2 separate regions of the Mus musculus genome follow, and region 2 is linked to region 1. A link is a contact called in public Hi-C data. All regions are on one chromosome and are shown on one strand. Each heading gives the region's core, a stretch centred on a gene start, on an enhancer-like site or on the middle of the called end of the contact. The rest is flanking DNA. Distances are from core to core; before and after follow the strand shown. Region 1 overlaps Nek1 (NIMA (never in mitosis gene a)-related expressed kinase 1). Region 2 has its middle 26 kb from the start of Cbr4.

Evidence for each region. Hi-C and Micro-C count contacts between places; a contact is called where the count stands out from the background.
Region 2: a Hi-C map of Th17 cells shows a contact between it and region 1, with 2.7 times the contacts expected there. The contact joins two enhancer-like sites. A contact is called at or near these places in 1 of 15 datasets of contacts at CTCF or cohesin (the NIH/3T3 cell line), 5 of 484 Hi-C or Micro-C datasets (Th17 cells, embryonic stem cells, long-term hematopoietic stem cells and 1 more) and 1 of 115 datasets of contacts at active chromatin or transcription factors (bone marrow-derived macrophages).

The regions. Positions count from the first base shown.
Region 1 is chr8:61,065,363-61,072,238 of GRCm38.p6, forward strand. The region is part of intron 17 of Nek1 (NIMA (never in mitosis gene a)-related expressed kinase 1); the gene reads left to right. Among named protein-coding and RNA genes, the nearest start is that of Nek1, 76 kb to the left of the region's middle. Within about 2 kb of position 4,304, at least 1 of the 459 cell types and tissues checked has an H3K27ac peak or open chromatin away from gene starts, as enhancers often do. A contact at or near this core is called in Th17 cells, where this site is marked.
Region 2 is chr8:61,457,896-61,464,771 of GRCm38.p6, forward strand. It overlaps a transcript of Sh3rf1 not described here. Among named protein-coding and RNA genes, the nearest start is that of Cbr4, 26 kb to the right of the region's middle. Within about 2 kb of position 4,191, at least 2 of the 459 cell types and tissues checked have an H3K27ac peak or open chromatin away from gene starts, as enhancers often do. A contact at or near this core is called in Th17 cells, where this site is marked.

The DNA.
Region 1 (6,876 bases), core at 3,054-5,553:
AGAAGCATGAAGCACACAGGCAGACTTGGTGCTGGCAAGAGGTATATGTGAGTTCTACATCTGAATCAGCAGGCAGCAGGAAGAAAGAGAGCCACTGGGCCAGGCGTGGGCTTCTGAAACCCCAAAGCCCACCCCTATTGACACACTTCTTCCACCAATGACATACCTACTCCAAAAAAACCCACACTTCCCAATAGTGCCCACTCCCTATGAGCCTATGGGGCCATTTTCATTTAAGCCAATATACTCCCTATCAACTGGAAATGCCTCTTAGTTTAGAGGGGCCATATATGTTCTCAGAGGTCACCTTAAGTACTTTAGTACATGAGTCTTTCCCACATGCCTTCTGTTATCAAACAACTGCAGTCTATGTAGAGAGTCTGATACCAATGCAGTTTCATTTCTTTTTAATAAGTGCTTCTATAGTACTTCTAGTTTTATCCTTTTATTTTAAGGTACCTGAATGAGAGTGAGACATTTTGTAGTGAATATATACTTGTTCATTTGTTTTTCTTTTTTGAAAATCTTACCAAATGACCACTTTTAACGTTATTATTAACAGTATAATTTTGATATGTCTGGATCAGTTATGTTTTATCATTTTATATTTGCTTTATCTATTTTTGTTCTGTTTTTACTCTTGCTACGTCTGAGTAATTTTTAATATTCTATTTTAATCAACCCTATCATTGTGATTGTATCTGTATTCATGTAGCTTTTCAGAAGTGATTACCTCAAGGGCTCACAATGTATATAGACTATTATTTTTCACAATATGCTTATAAATTATGTTAATTCAGTAGTGTGATGGCTAACTTTACTTAACGTGACACAGCTTAGTTACCTCTGAAGAGTCTCAATGAGATATTGTCCACATTGGGTTGGCCTGTGGGCATGTCTTTATGGGACTGTGGTAAGTTAATTGATGTGGGAAGACCCAGCCCACTGTGGACAACATTATCCCCTAGGTAGGAAGTCTTGATCTCTATGAGCCTAGGAATTGAGCTAAGCAGCAAGCAAATGAACATGAGTGTATTTCTGTCTCTTTCTGCTCTTGACTGTGGCTATGATGTGACTTGCTGCTTCAAGCTCTTGCCACTGTGACTTTTATGCAGTCATGAGCTATATAACCTGGAATTATAAGCTAGAATAAGTTTCCTTTTCATTGGGACCTTTTATTATAGCAACCAATGAAATTAGAACAGATGGGAATGGAAAAATGTTGCCACTATAGTGGTTCCTTTACTCTGTCCTTGCAACCAGGACATGCTGTGTGTGTGTGTGTGTGTGTGTGTGTGTGTGTGTGTGTGTGTGTGTGTGTGTGTGTGTGTGTGTATGTTGCTAGGTTATTGAACCCAGGAGTTTGCACGTGCTGGACAAACACTCTTTCACTGAGCCATACTTTCAGCCCTTGATTATTCCTTCCTATTGCCTTATATATTTAAGAACTAAGAGAAAAGGAACATTTTCCATAATGATTGTTCCCTTCCATCCAATTTTCTAAGCTTCTTATATCTTTTCTGTCTAAAATTCCTGTTTATTTACTCTCAACCTTGAAGAAATTTTTTTTAAAATTTATTATAAAGAATTTGTAAATAAAAAGCATCACTTAGCAAAATTAAGTAGACTAAAAGTCTGTCAGACACAAACACAGAGCCAGAGAGAACCAATTCCTTTAGCCGTGTTTTATTAATTGGTAATATTTTAATGAAACAGTCCCATGTTCTTTAGGCAGGGAACCTAGTTCTGAGCAAGACCCTTCTCTCCTGGCTTCCCAGGTGGCTTGAATCACAGGTGTGGACCACTGTAACCAGCCATCTCTTCAGAACAGTTCTTCTAACTGTAAATTCTCTCCATCTTACTTTGTACTAAGATATCTTAAGTTTGTCTTTATTGAATGGTCTCATTTATAAATCCAGTATCTATATTGGGCTGAGAGTTTATTTATTTGAGAAATTGTGATTCAACTAATTTTTATTCTTTGTAGTTTTTAATGATACTTATTCTCCTTTTGAAGATTTTCTTCTGTAGTTAATATTTCTCTGGATGCTTTTAGTTTACTTTTAGCTCTTAGTTTTCAGCAATATAATTAGGTTTTCTCTGGATGTGGGTGGGCTTTTAGGCTCAAGCCACTTTATTATTTTGATATCTCAATTGTGAAGTATCGGCATTATAATACATTATTTGTTTTATTCATAGATGGTTTTGCATTAAATTCAGGTGGTTTTCCAATATTATTACCATTATTTCATTTTAAAAAACTTTAATCTTTGTCAAGATCTTCAGTTTCATTTGTCAGTGTTCTGTGTTTTGAGAGTGGACGTTGGATTTTGGTTGGATGGTTGGTTGGTTGGTTTTGTTTGAGGGCAGGGTTTGAGATTAAATCCAGGATTTTGAACATGCAGGACGAGCACTCTGCCTTCATGCTGTATCTCCAGTCCTATCGTGGATCTGAAATAGTCACATTATATTGTCAGGTGTTTAGAACATTGGACTTCTGACAGATAACAGTAGAAACCTGGATGTGACTGTACAGAGATGGAGTTAGGGATGGAGGGCTCCCAGGAGACGACTTGTACAGTAGTCACTAATGCACATTCATAGCATCATTCATTCATATGTTTTAATGGTGTGACAATTTTCACCTCTCAGAACTGCTGAGTTGAATTTATGTATACTAGAGTACAGGAAGTGATACTACTTATTATAATCTTGATTCTTCAGGAAATAATATTAACATCAGAGATTTAAAGTTGTACCTAATAAATATTTTCCATTAATACTGATACCCATGATGTGTTTAAATCATTTGAAAATGTAAATATATTTACACTGGCCTTTAGTTTTATTTATTTGTGTATGTGTGAATGTAATAAGCTTGTACACAGAGATCAGAGGACAACTTGGAGTAGTTGGTTTTTACCTGCTATGTATGTTGTTGAGGCAGGACTTCTCTTGTCTTTGTTCTCTATAATTAAACACTAAGTTTCTATAAGAACAGATAAGTGTATCCAATAATAACACTGCATTTTATAGTCCTGAGTTTGCAGGTTTCAGGAAGTATTGGTGTTGGGGAAGTGACAACATGACAGTGCAGAGTACACGTGTGTTTTCAGAACCAAGGTTTCAGGGAAGTTGTATGATAGGATGTAATGAGCACTGCAAGAACACTTCAGGTTCATTGTACATGGGATTCTCAGTTAAGTGTTAGCCATGTGGGCTAGAAAATACTGTGAAAGAGAGTGTCTAACCATTTAACTTATCTGGGCCCATTATCATCTACAATTTCTAACACTTGAAAGCTGTGCAATCTACCTTACAAAACAAATTACAGGGAAATCCCATAGTCTCAAAATTTTGTATTGGGCTGTATTTTTAACTGTCTTACTTTCCTGTAACTCTATGGATAACTGTGTATCTTGTAAAAATTGGCCCACATAAACAATGATATATGGTAGGTTAGAGGGAACCCCAACTTCATATGGTACTACTACAGAAACTGAGACATGTCTTAGTTAAGAGTTTCATTGCTGTGGAGAGACCCCATAACCAAGGCAACTCTTATAAAGGTCAACATTTAATTGCTTACAGGTCCAGAGGTTCAGTCCATTATCATATGGTGGAAAGCATAGCAGTGTCTAGTTAGGCATGGTGCTGGAAGAGCCAAGAGTTCTACATCTTATTCTGAAGGCTTCTAGACTGACTTCCAGAAAGCCAGGAAGAAGGTGTCAAAGCCCACCCCCACAGTGACACACTTCTTCCAACAAAGCCACACCTCCTCATAGTGTCACTCCCTAGGCCAAGCATAGTCAAACCACCACAAGGTAGAAGGATCATTTAAACCTAGAAATTCTCAAAGTCAACCTTGGCAATACAGAAAGACCCTGTCTTCAAAAGCAACAACAACAAATATCCCTCAGTCATATAGCATTTTTCTCTTAAACTACAAAGTTTAGAATTTATTAAACTGACATTTGAGTAACTTAAGTGCAACAAAACTACCTCAACCATTTTCTGAATTTGACTTTACCATTCTTTTTGCAGTATGATCTTATTCTTAGCCCAGATGTTGATTATGACCAATGACTACAGTCAAAAACCTAGAATTTGCCTTTGCCTTTCTTTGTACTACCATATGCATATCTACCAAATGCCAGCGTTACTAGTTCTCTTTCCTCACTAACTATTATTGAGCCCTTTACTTCCTGTCTTTTTTTTTACTTTCTGTCTTACCTTAGGCATTTCTTCTTTTGACTCTTAAGTCTTCAAAGTAGTTTCCTAACTTATACTCCCTCTAGTCTCACATGTATCTGTCATTTATTCCTGTATATGTGTGTAGTAAACAGGTGCCCTAGCACAAGGCTCCATCACCTACCCACACATCACTCCTTATGTGCTCTGCTCCTGGGTATGCCCTGTAGTGCAAATGATGTGCTCAGGCACAAACTGCCTCACTTAGTGAATTTGAGGAGGGACTGGAAATATAATTGTAAGTGACAAAAAACAATTGTAGAAAAGTTCATTTCTATGAAAACATGCTGTATGCATTCATACATACATATAAAAGGATATATGGGAGATAATTTCTTTAAAATTAAGGTTCTCAAATGCTAGCTTTATAATGTTTAATGTTTTTTTTTAATTTTTTAAAGTTTCCCCGTAGTATACCACCTGTATTTATGAGAAATATATATACATATACATACATATATATATACATATATATGTGAAGTAGATTCAATCAAAAGTAATTTTTAGAGAAAAAAATTTTTAATGATCAGAAGGCTCCATTTGAATCATTTCTGATACTACTAGTGACCTTAGGGGAAAAATTTAATTATAATTGAATTAGAAAGCAGATTTATAGAGGGTTAAGAAAACTGATTGACACCAGGAAATGGAAATAATCACTACATTTACCACACACGGATAATAATAGATGGAAAAGTGGACCATGAACGCTTTACGTTGGAAGAAACGTTAAACATGGTTGTAGAAAGTAGAAAATTGGGTCATCTGAGAGTTTTGCTGAAGCATGTCGATAATTTCCAGTAAGACAATTCCATGTTAACAATGAATTCAATAACAAGAATGTATTTGAAGATGAGGCAGTTTGTACCTAAGCTTGTCATTTGCACTACAGGGCATACCCAAGAGCAGACTTTGATTTAGGTCTAAGAGCTAAGATACAGCATATTTGTGGAAGCCAGAGCAGTGAATATGAGAGCGGCGGGGGGGATTGATTGTGTGTATGGCATGTATTGGATTTTTTTTTACTAATTATTTTATTTGTCTACATTTCAAATGTCCCTCTTCCAGGTCTCTGATCCATGAGTCCCCCACCCCATCTTCCTCCTCTTTGCCTCTAAGAGGGTGCTCCCTCAACCATCCCCCCATTCCCACTTCACCCATCTAGCATCCCCCTTCTCTGGGGCATCAAGCCTCAACAAGACCAAGTGCATCCCCTCCTACTGAAGCCAGACACGGCAGTCCTCTGTTACGTATGTAGCAGGGGATATGTACCATCGTGCGTCCTCTTTGGTTGGTTGGTTAGTTCCTGGGAGCTCCGAGGGCTCTGATTAGTTGATATTATTATTCTTCCTTTAGGGTTGCAATCCCCTTCAGCTACTTAACTTCTTTCCCCAACTCTTCCACTGGGGTCCCCAGGCTCAGTCCAATGGTTGGATATAAGTATCTGCATCTGTCTGCCAGGTAGGAGCTAGCAGATCCTCTCAGAGGACAGCCATGCCAGGTCCTGCCTGCAAGCACATCTCAGCATCCGCAATAGTGTCAGGCTTGGTGTCTGCACCTGGGATGGATCCCAAGATGGGGTGGTCTCTGGATGGATGGCCTTTCCTTCAGTGTCTGCTCTAGTTGTTATCCCTGCATTTCCTTTAGAAAGCAACAGTTCTGGGTTAAAATTTTTGAGATGGGTGGGTGGCCCTATCCCTCAAGTGGGGGCCATGCCTATCTACTGAAGGTGTTCTCTTCAGGTTCTGTTTCCCCATTGTTCAGTAGTGGTGGGATTGGATCTTTTTTTAAAAGTGTATATATATATGTGTGTGTGTGTGTGTGTATATATATATGTATGTATATATATATATATGTATGTACTTTGGATTTTAATAAGGAAAACACTCTTAAAGACCTCTTTAGTGACTAAAAACATTTGCACTCTCTGTACTTAAGTAATTATACTTGGAGTTGACCGACTTCACTGAATTTACATGCCAACATGGCCATAGGAAGTGCCAAAACTTCTTTAGTGTGGTATCTAGAAATGACCAGCATATATCTAAAAGAAGTAAGTGGCATGTGGATATGCCTAGATAGCAGGGCAATGTAGCCCTACTCATTCTTTAAACTTAGCACATTAAATGACAAACAGGGACTCCTGCAAAACCTGGCATCTCTGTATGGAGGCAGGCCCAGCTCTTCAAGAGGAGGGAAGCCAAGGAACAATGAGGAAGAGGTATGCTTTCCGCATGCTCAGCACCTCCGCCACGCCGCCATTTTTAAGTTTATCGCCTTCTTTTCTTGCATGGTTTAAATGCTTAACAATTATTTTAAGACTTTGTAAGTCTATAGGGACCTGTTACTATATTTTGACTGACATGCTGTGTCATAATTTTGCCCCATAACTGTTACTCAGTCTTCTGAGTTTCAATTTCTTTTCTTTTGATATAATTTAAAAATTTATAATTATAACATATTTCTTTCTTTGCAGAAATAAATTCCTTTAAATACTTGAAAGCTAATATTTCATTTTCATTAACCAAATTTCAGAACTTTTGTTTAATGTATTAAGATTAACACTTTTCCATAAATTAAGTTTTATTTTTTTTAGCTGTGAAAATGTTCATAGTTTTCCTTTTA
Region 2 (6,876 bases), core at 2,941-5,440, 390 kb after region 1:
TAGCTGCAAATTGTCTTTTAAAAGTCTGTGAAGAATTGTGTTGGAATGTTGATGGCGAATGCATTGAATCTGTAGATTGCTTTTGGTAGGATGACCATTTTCACTCTATTAATCCTATTTGTTCATGAATACTGGAGAACTTTTCATCTTCTTATGTCTTCTTCAATTTCTTTCTTCAATGTCTCAAAGTTTTTATCATGCAAGTCTTTCTCTTGCTTAATGTTACTCTGATTTTTTTTGCTGTTTTGGCTATTGTGAATGATATTGTTTCTTTGATTTCTTTCTCAATCCCTTTGTATATAGGAAGGCTACAGATTCTTGGGTATTAATTTTGCTTTCTGCTATTTTGCTAAATGTGTTTGCCAGCTATACAAGCTTCCTGATAGAATGTTTAGGGTCAATTGTATACAACCATATCATCTGTAAATAAGGATACCTTTCTATTTGGATCCCCTTGATATCCTTTAGTTGTCTTCTTGCTCTAGCTAAGACTTCAAGTTCTATATTGAATAGATATGAAGAGAATGGAAAACTCTTTCTTGTTCCTGATTTTAGTGGAATTGCTTTGAGTTTCTGTCCATTTAAGGTTGATGTTGTCTATGGGCTTGCTGTAAGTCACCTCTATTATTTTGAGGTATGACACTTGCTCCAGAACTTTTATCACGATGAGGTGTTAGATTTTGTTAAAGACCCTTTCTGAATTTAATGAGATAATTATGTTTTTTTTTTCTTTCAGCTTGTTTATATGGTAGATTGCACTTATTGATTTACACATGTTGGACCATCTCTATATCTCTGGAATGAATCACGGTATATGATCTTTTTGATGTATTAGACTAATCCTTGGATGCATATGTTGTTGGTATTTGGAGATAGGCCACTGGAAGGATCAGATGGACCCATAAAGGTGTGCCCTTACATTAGTGTCCAGGCCCTGCAAGCATCATGAGGACATTCCTAGGTATGATGGAGAGGAAGATTTACTATAGATATGAAGGATAAATAGCCAGAGACATCTAGAAGGTGCCAGGCTGAACTGTGCCATGAGGGGCCAGGGTGAGAAAGGGAGAGAAGAAAGAGGGAGCAAAAAGAATGTCTGGGAACCCAGAGACCAAGAGGCCAAAAGCACCAAGAGGTTGGCAGCCAAAGTGGCTGAGGTTATATAGGGAACAGAGGCCAGGTAGTGGAAGCCCAGCCTAGTCCCTAGGCTGAGAGTTTGAGGGTAGGAAGTGGGGTGAGATGTACCGAGGAGAGCAGGGAGGGGGTTGAGGGCCAGGGTCCACTTTGATTTGTTAAACAGGCACCTCAGTTCACCATTTGTCTTCATTTTGAGACCTAACAGAAAAGATCTGCATGGGAAGTGAAGACTGAAACTCAAGTCACAAACCCATCCACCCCCATCCCAACCCCATCTACACCCCTGGCCCTGGGCAAAGAGCCACTTTACTGTTCTTATATCAGTCAAGGGTAGAGCAGATAGCAGTGCTTTGTCCATCCTAACTTGATGCCTGGCTTGGTGGCCAAAGTTGTCCTATACTTAGTACTCATAAAAGTCAAATCAAAGTAAATCAAATCACATCAAATCCAAGCAATGCATCATGGAAGGAGGAAGACAGACAGACAGACACCTACCTACCACCATGCTACCTACAGAGCTGTCCTACAGCATAAGGCACAGGCAAGCCATAGATTTTTGCTTTCGACCATGCAACAGGGGTCAATGTTGGTGGATCATATCACCACAGGAGAACATGGGGTTGTCTCTGATCAGAGCAGCCACCAGGAACTACATGGATGTCTAGGAGCTGTGTATATCTGGCTCCACCCCTCACTGGATGCTGCATTGTGGAGAGCTTGCCCCATCTCTCACTGGTGGCAACACTTGGAAAAGTAGGCCCTGCATCCTGCCCAGTGGAGCTGACCGTGGTGTCAGAGGCATGGGTGAGCCCGCCCCAGGGGCATGGGTATCGAAGGGCTGACCCCTGCTACTTGTCTGCCACGAGGTGTCATGGGTGCAAGAGTGATGCCCTTCACCCCTGCCTCACCCCTCACCACCTGTGGCAGTCAGGAGAACTGGCCCTGAGGTCACGAGAGTGGGTAATGGCAATGGCAGCGTAGGAGAGCTGGCCCTGGTGGAGGGGATACAGATGAGCCTGTACTATGGGTGAGAGCACAGGGGAGCTGGCCCTGTCACTTCTCTCCTGTGAGGTGCCTGGGCGAGGAGGTGAGGTCAGGGAAGACAACCCCATGTTTTCTAGTGGGAATATGACCCACGGACACAGGGGTGATTGGACCATCCCCAAATCTCCATCATCTACTAAGGACTGGGATATATAAAAGGACCAGTCCTGCTGTTTTAAACTGCAGGATCTCCTTGGCACCTGAGGCAGTCAGGAGAGCTGATCCCAGTCATAAGAGCAAGTAAGCTGGTCCTTCTCCTTGCCTCCTGTAGCACTCGAGAACAGGACCTGAACCTCACCTAGGCCGCGCAGTGGTGCTGGTCCTGGACAAGGAGGACTGGGTGAGCCAGTCCCGATGTCAAAGTGAGTTCAAGCAGGCCCTATCACTCATCCGGTGTTAGGTGGCAAGGGTAAGTGGGTAACGCTTTCCACCTTGCCCTTCACTACCTGTGGCAGTCGGGATAACAGGTCCTGGGGTTATGAGAACCGATGAGCTGTCCCTGCCCTTTGCCAGGGCTGCAGCCCTCAGAGAAAGCAGGCCCTGCATCTTGCCTGGGCAACACGATGGAGCTGGTCCTGAGCCTGAAGACACTGGTGAGCCAGACTTGAGGGTGTGAGAGTAGGAGAGAGGCCTGTACCTCAACTGGGTAGCACAGTGGAGCTAGCTCTGGAGGCATGGGTAGTAGTGGGTGGGCCATCCCTGAGGGCAGGAGAGCAGCAGAGCTGATCTGTCTCCTGCTGATGTTGACACTGGGTGGCTTAGCTGGAGCTGTTGCGTGTAATTAAAAAAATTATCACATCAATGTTTTATTTATTTATTATTGGTTATTTATTTATTTATTTCAAATGTGTCCCCCTTCCTGGATTTCCCTCTGCAAACTCCCTATCCCATCCCCCCTGCTTCTATGAGGGTGCTCCCCCACCCACCCACGCATCCACTCCTGCCTCAACACTCTAGCATCCCCCTACACTGGGGTATTGTAGGCCCTTCTCAAGGCCAAGGGCCTCCCCTCCCATTGATGTCCAACAAAGCCATCCTCTGCTACATAGGCAGCTAGAGCCATGAGTCCCTTCACGTATACTCTTTGGTAGGTGATTTAGTCCCTGGGAGCTCTGGGGGATCTGGTTGGTTGATGTTGTTGCTCTTCCTATGGGGTTGTAAACCTTTTCAGCTCCTTCAGTCCTCTCCCTAACTCCTCCATTGGAGTCCCTGTGTTCAATCAAATGGTTGGCTGCAAGCATCCACATCTGTATTGGTCAAGCTCTGGCAGAGCTTCTTGGGACAGCTGTATCAGGCTTCTGTCAGCAAGCACTTCTTGGCATCAGCAATAGGGTCTGGGTTTGGTGTCTGCATATGGGATGGATCCCCAGGTAGGGCAGTCTCTGGATGGCCTTTCCTTCGGTCTCTGCTCCACTCTTTGTTCCTTCATTCCCTTTAGACAGGAACAATTTTGAGTTAATATTTTTGAGATGGGTGGGAGATCCCATCCCTTAACCAGGGGTCGTGCCTAACCACTGGATATGGTCTCTACAGGTTCTATCACCCCTTTGTTAGATATTTCGACTAATGTCATCCTTGTTGGGTTCTGGGAACCTCTTGCTTCTCGGTCCTTTCTGCCCAATAATTGACTCCTGGCCTTCTTTATTGACCACATCAAGGACCAATTAGGGAACCAGACTTTAGTGTCAGCACCTCCCTCTACATTGAGCAGTGCTGGAGAACTTGCCCTGGTGGTGTGAATAGGAAGACTCTTTGGGCTGCCCAGCTCAGTTACCACCTGAGCTCAAATTCAGGACTCTGAATTGATCCACCCCAAATTCTATATTATCTTCTAAAAGCTGGGACATGAGAAAGAACCAGTCTTCCAGTTTCAAAGTTACAGGATTTCCATGACCGGGCAACAACAGGATAACCTGGAAAAGTCCCTGTGAAGATCCAATATTGATAGTGTCACAGAAACCAGAGATCTCGAACCAGACCAGTGACTCATTTCAATGATCATTTGCAAGTGATGATGTGTAACCAGAGGGTTATATTGTGGGATAGGATACACTGTGACATACTACTGCTTCCACTATGAGATATTTTCTATGCTTGCTTTGTTGTTGTTGTTTGTGTGTTTATTTGTTTGTGTCTTGTTTTCAGGGGGAATTTGCATGGACAAAGGGCAGATATTTAAAGACCTGGAGATGAGCGGGACTGGGGTGCATGGTGTGAAACTCACAAAGAATCAATAAAACATGTTTTAAAAGAGAGAAAGAAACTCAAGTTGGCACCACTTTAGCAGGTGCTGTGTCAGAGTTTCCAGAGTCTGACTTTAGGGTTTATTTTTCTTACTCATTTAAGCACAGTGAACTTGGGAAAAAGGTTTCCACGTGACAATTATTACAACAAAGCTTTAGGACCGCTATGTTGAAACTCCCTTGCAAGGCACCCGTGACCCTTACAATAACGAGTTCTATTGACAGATGAACAGTATTCAGGGTGAGGGTCTAGGGAGGAAGGACTTGTAATAAGCATAAAAATGAAATCTCTTGATGGAGGATGAAAAGTATACAGGACCTCTTTCAGAAGGATATTCACTGAGAGACCAAGGGCTTCAACCGTGCTCAGGATTTTAGAGGATGCAGGAAGGCTGGCTCCATAGAATCAATAGTAGAAAGATCACCAGGTTGTTAGACAACATCACTCTAGCCTTCTGCGTCAAAAAGGCACTTCCTTCCCTTGAAGAAAATAGGCTCATGGGTCTGCTTTCTCCATTCCTCCTCTAGGCTGTGCCTCCTACACATTCAGATTAGTGAGCCTTGAGCTGAGCTTCCCTTGCTGTCCTCTTGTCATCCTCTCTGTCACACAACAATACAAGAAGTCCTCCACTAGACACTGATTTCCAACTTCCCAGTTGAAAGCATATTGAAGAATTAACTTCTTTATTTTATGAGTTACCCAGTCTGTGTTAGCTGTAAATGAATATGAAATCATCGGGGCTGATGCTTTTCAGTAAGCATGATGCCTAGAGGTTCACCTAATTTGTTTTGTATTCGTACTTAACTTCACTCTTATTCTTTTTTTTTGTTGTTGTTGGCTTGTACGTCTCACTCACAAAGAATCAATAACACTTTTTTTTTTAAAGAAACTTAAGTCAGCACCATTTTAACAGGTGCTGTGTCAAAGCTTCCAGAGTCTGACCTCAAGGTTCACTTAACCATCCATTCATGCTTTGACAAAGACACTTGGATAGGCCCTGGGCTTTCACTATAACAGATGAAAGTGCTATAAATATTCATGGAAAGATTATTTTGTGTTTGTATAAACATAGGTTTTAATTTCTCTGGGATTAATTTCCCAAAATAAATGATTGCTAGGGTGTGCAGAAAGGACTGGTTTGCTTTTATAAGAAACTGCCAATATCCCCAAATACACTTTATATTTTTACCATCCTTTAAATAAAGTCTCATGTAGCTCAGACTGGCCTCTAGCTCTCTAGATAGCCAAGGATGGCCTTGTGTCTTTGATCCTCTCACCTCTACTTCCCAAGTGCCTGGATTCCAGGCATACTACAATTTGGCATCCTTGGGAGTACCAAACCTTTTCAGATAGGTAAATGAACATCAAAGTATTATAAGAAGTCACACAAAGTTCACACACAGCCTGAGCTGAGTGTGTGAACACAGATAGTTGGCCTCTTTATAGTCTCCAGAGCACTTTAGAAGGTCAGGTAATCATTGTTATAAATTTCTCCAGGTCCTATTGCCAGCAGCCACACATCAGTTAGCAATGGCCATACATGACAGAAAACCCAACTGCAGACATGGAGTCCATTGAAATCAGAGAAAAAGATGTCTTGACATCAGTGTATTCAGAGGCTTAAAGATGACAGCTGTCATCACCCCAGGAATCATGGCCACATGAAGAATTGAGAAATGGCTCTGTTTATATAAGGAAGGAAGATGTTCCCCCAGGAACACACAGTCCTCTGGTTTTCCTATGTTTCCCAGAACACTGACTGGGGGCTTGCTAGGGTTTGGTTATGATTTGAGAGTATTGCTCAAAGGCTTATATGTCAGACATTTAGTCCTGAGCATGGCTTGTTGGAGTGGAAGAATCACAGATTGAGGCCCAACATCAAAGTGATTAGGCCACTGGCAAGTGCCGCCTGGAAGGGGTTACTGTAGTTATTATGGAAGCCTGGTTAGTTCCTGTAAGAGCAGTTGTTATACAGAAAGAACAAGCCTTGCCCCTGAGTTGTCCTGGCTTTCTGTCTCACCATGTGACCTCTTTCATTCTGTCCCACCATGAAATCACTCACTGTATTATTTCCTATTTCCCATTGCTGGGAGGAAAATGATGAATGCATCTTAAGAAAGGAAGGCTTTAATTTGAGTCACAGTTTGAGTCAGTACAGCTCATCGTGGCAGAGAAGGCACAGTACTGGAGCCATGAGGCAGCTAGGCTTATTTTATCTGCAGTCAGGAAGCAGAGAGAGAGAAGTGCTAATGCTTATCTGGCTTTTTCCTCTTTCAGGACCACAGCTGATGGTCTGCTGTTGCCCACATTCAGAAATGTCTGCCATCCTCAGTTAAACCTCTCTGGCAGCACCCTCCCAGGCATGCCCAGAGGTGTCTTCTACCTGACTCTAGATCCAGTCAAGATGCCAATGTGGGTTAACCGTCATTTCATGGTGCTGTGATGGAGCCA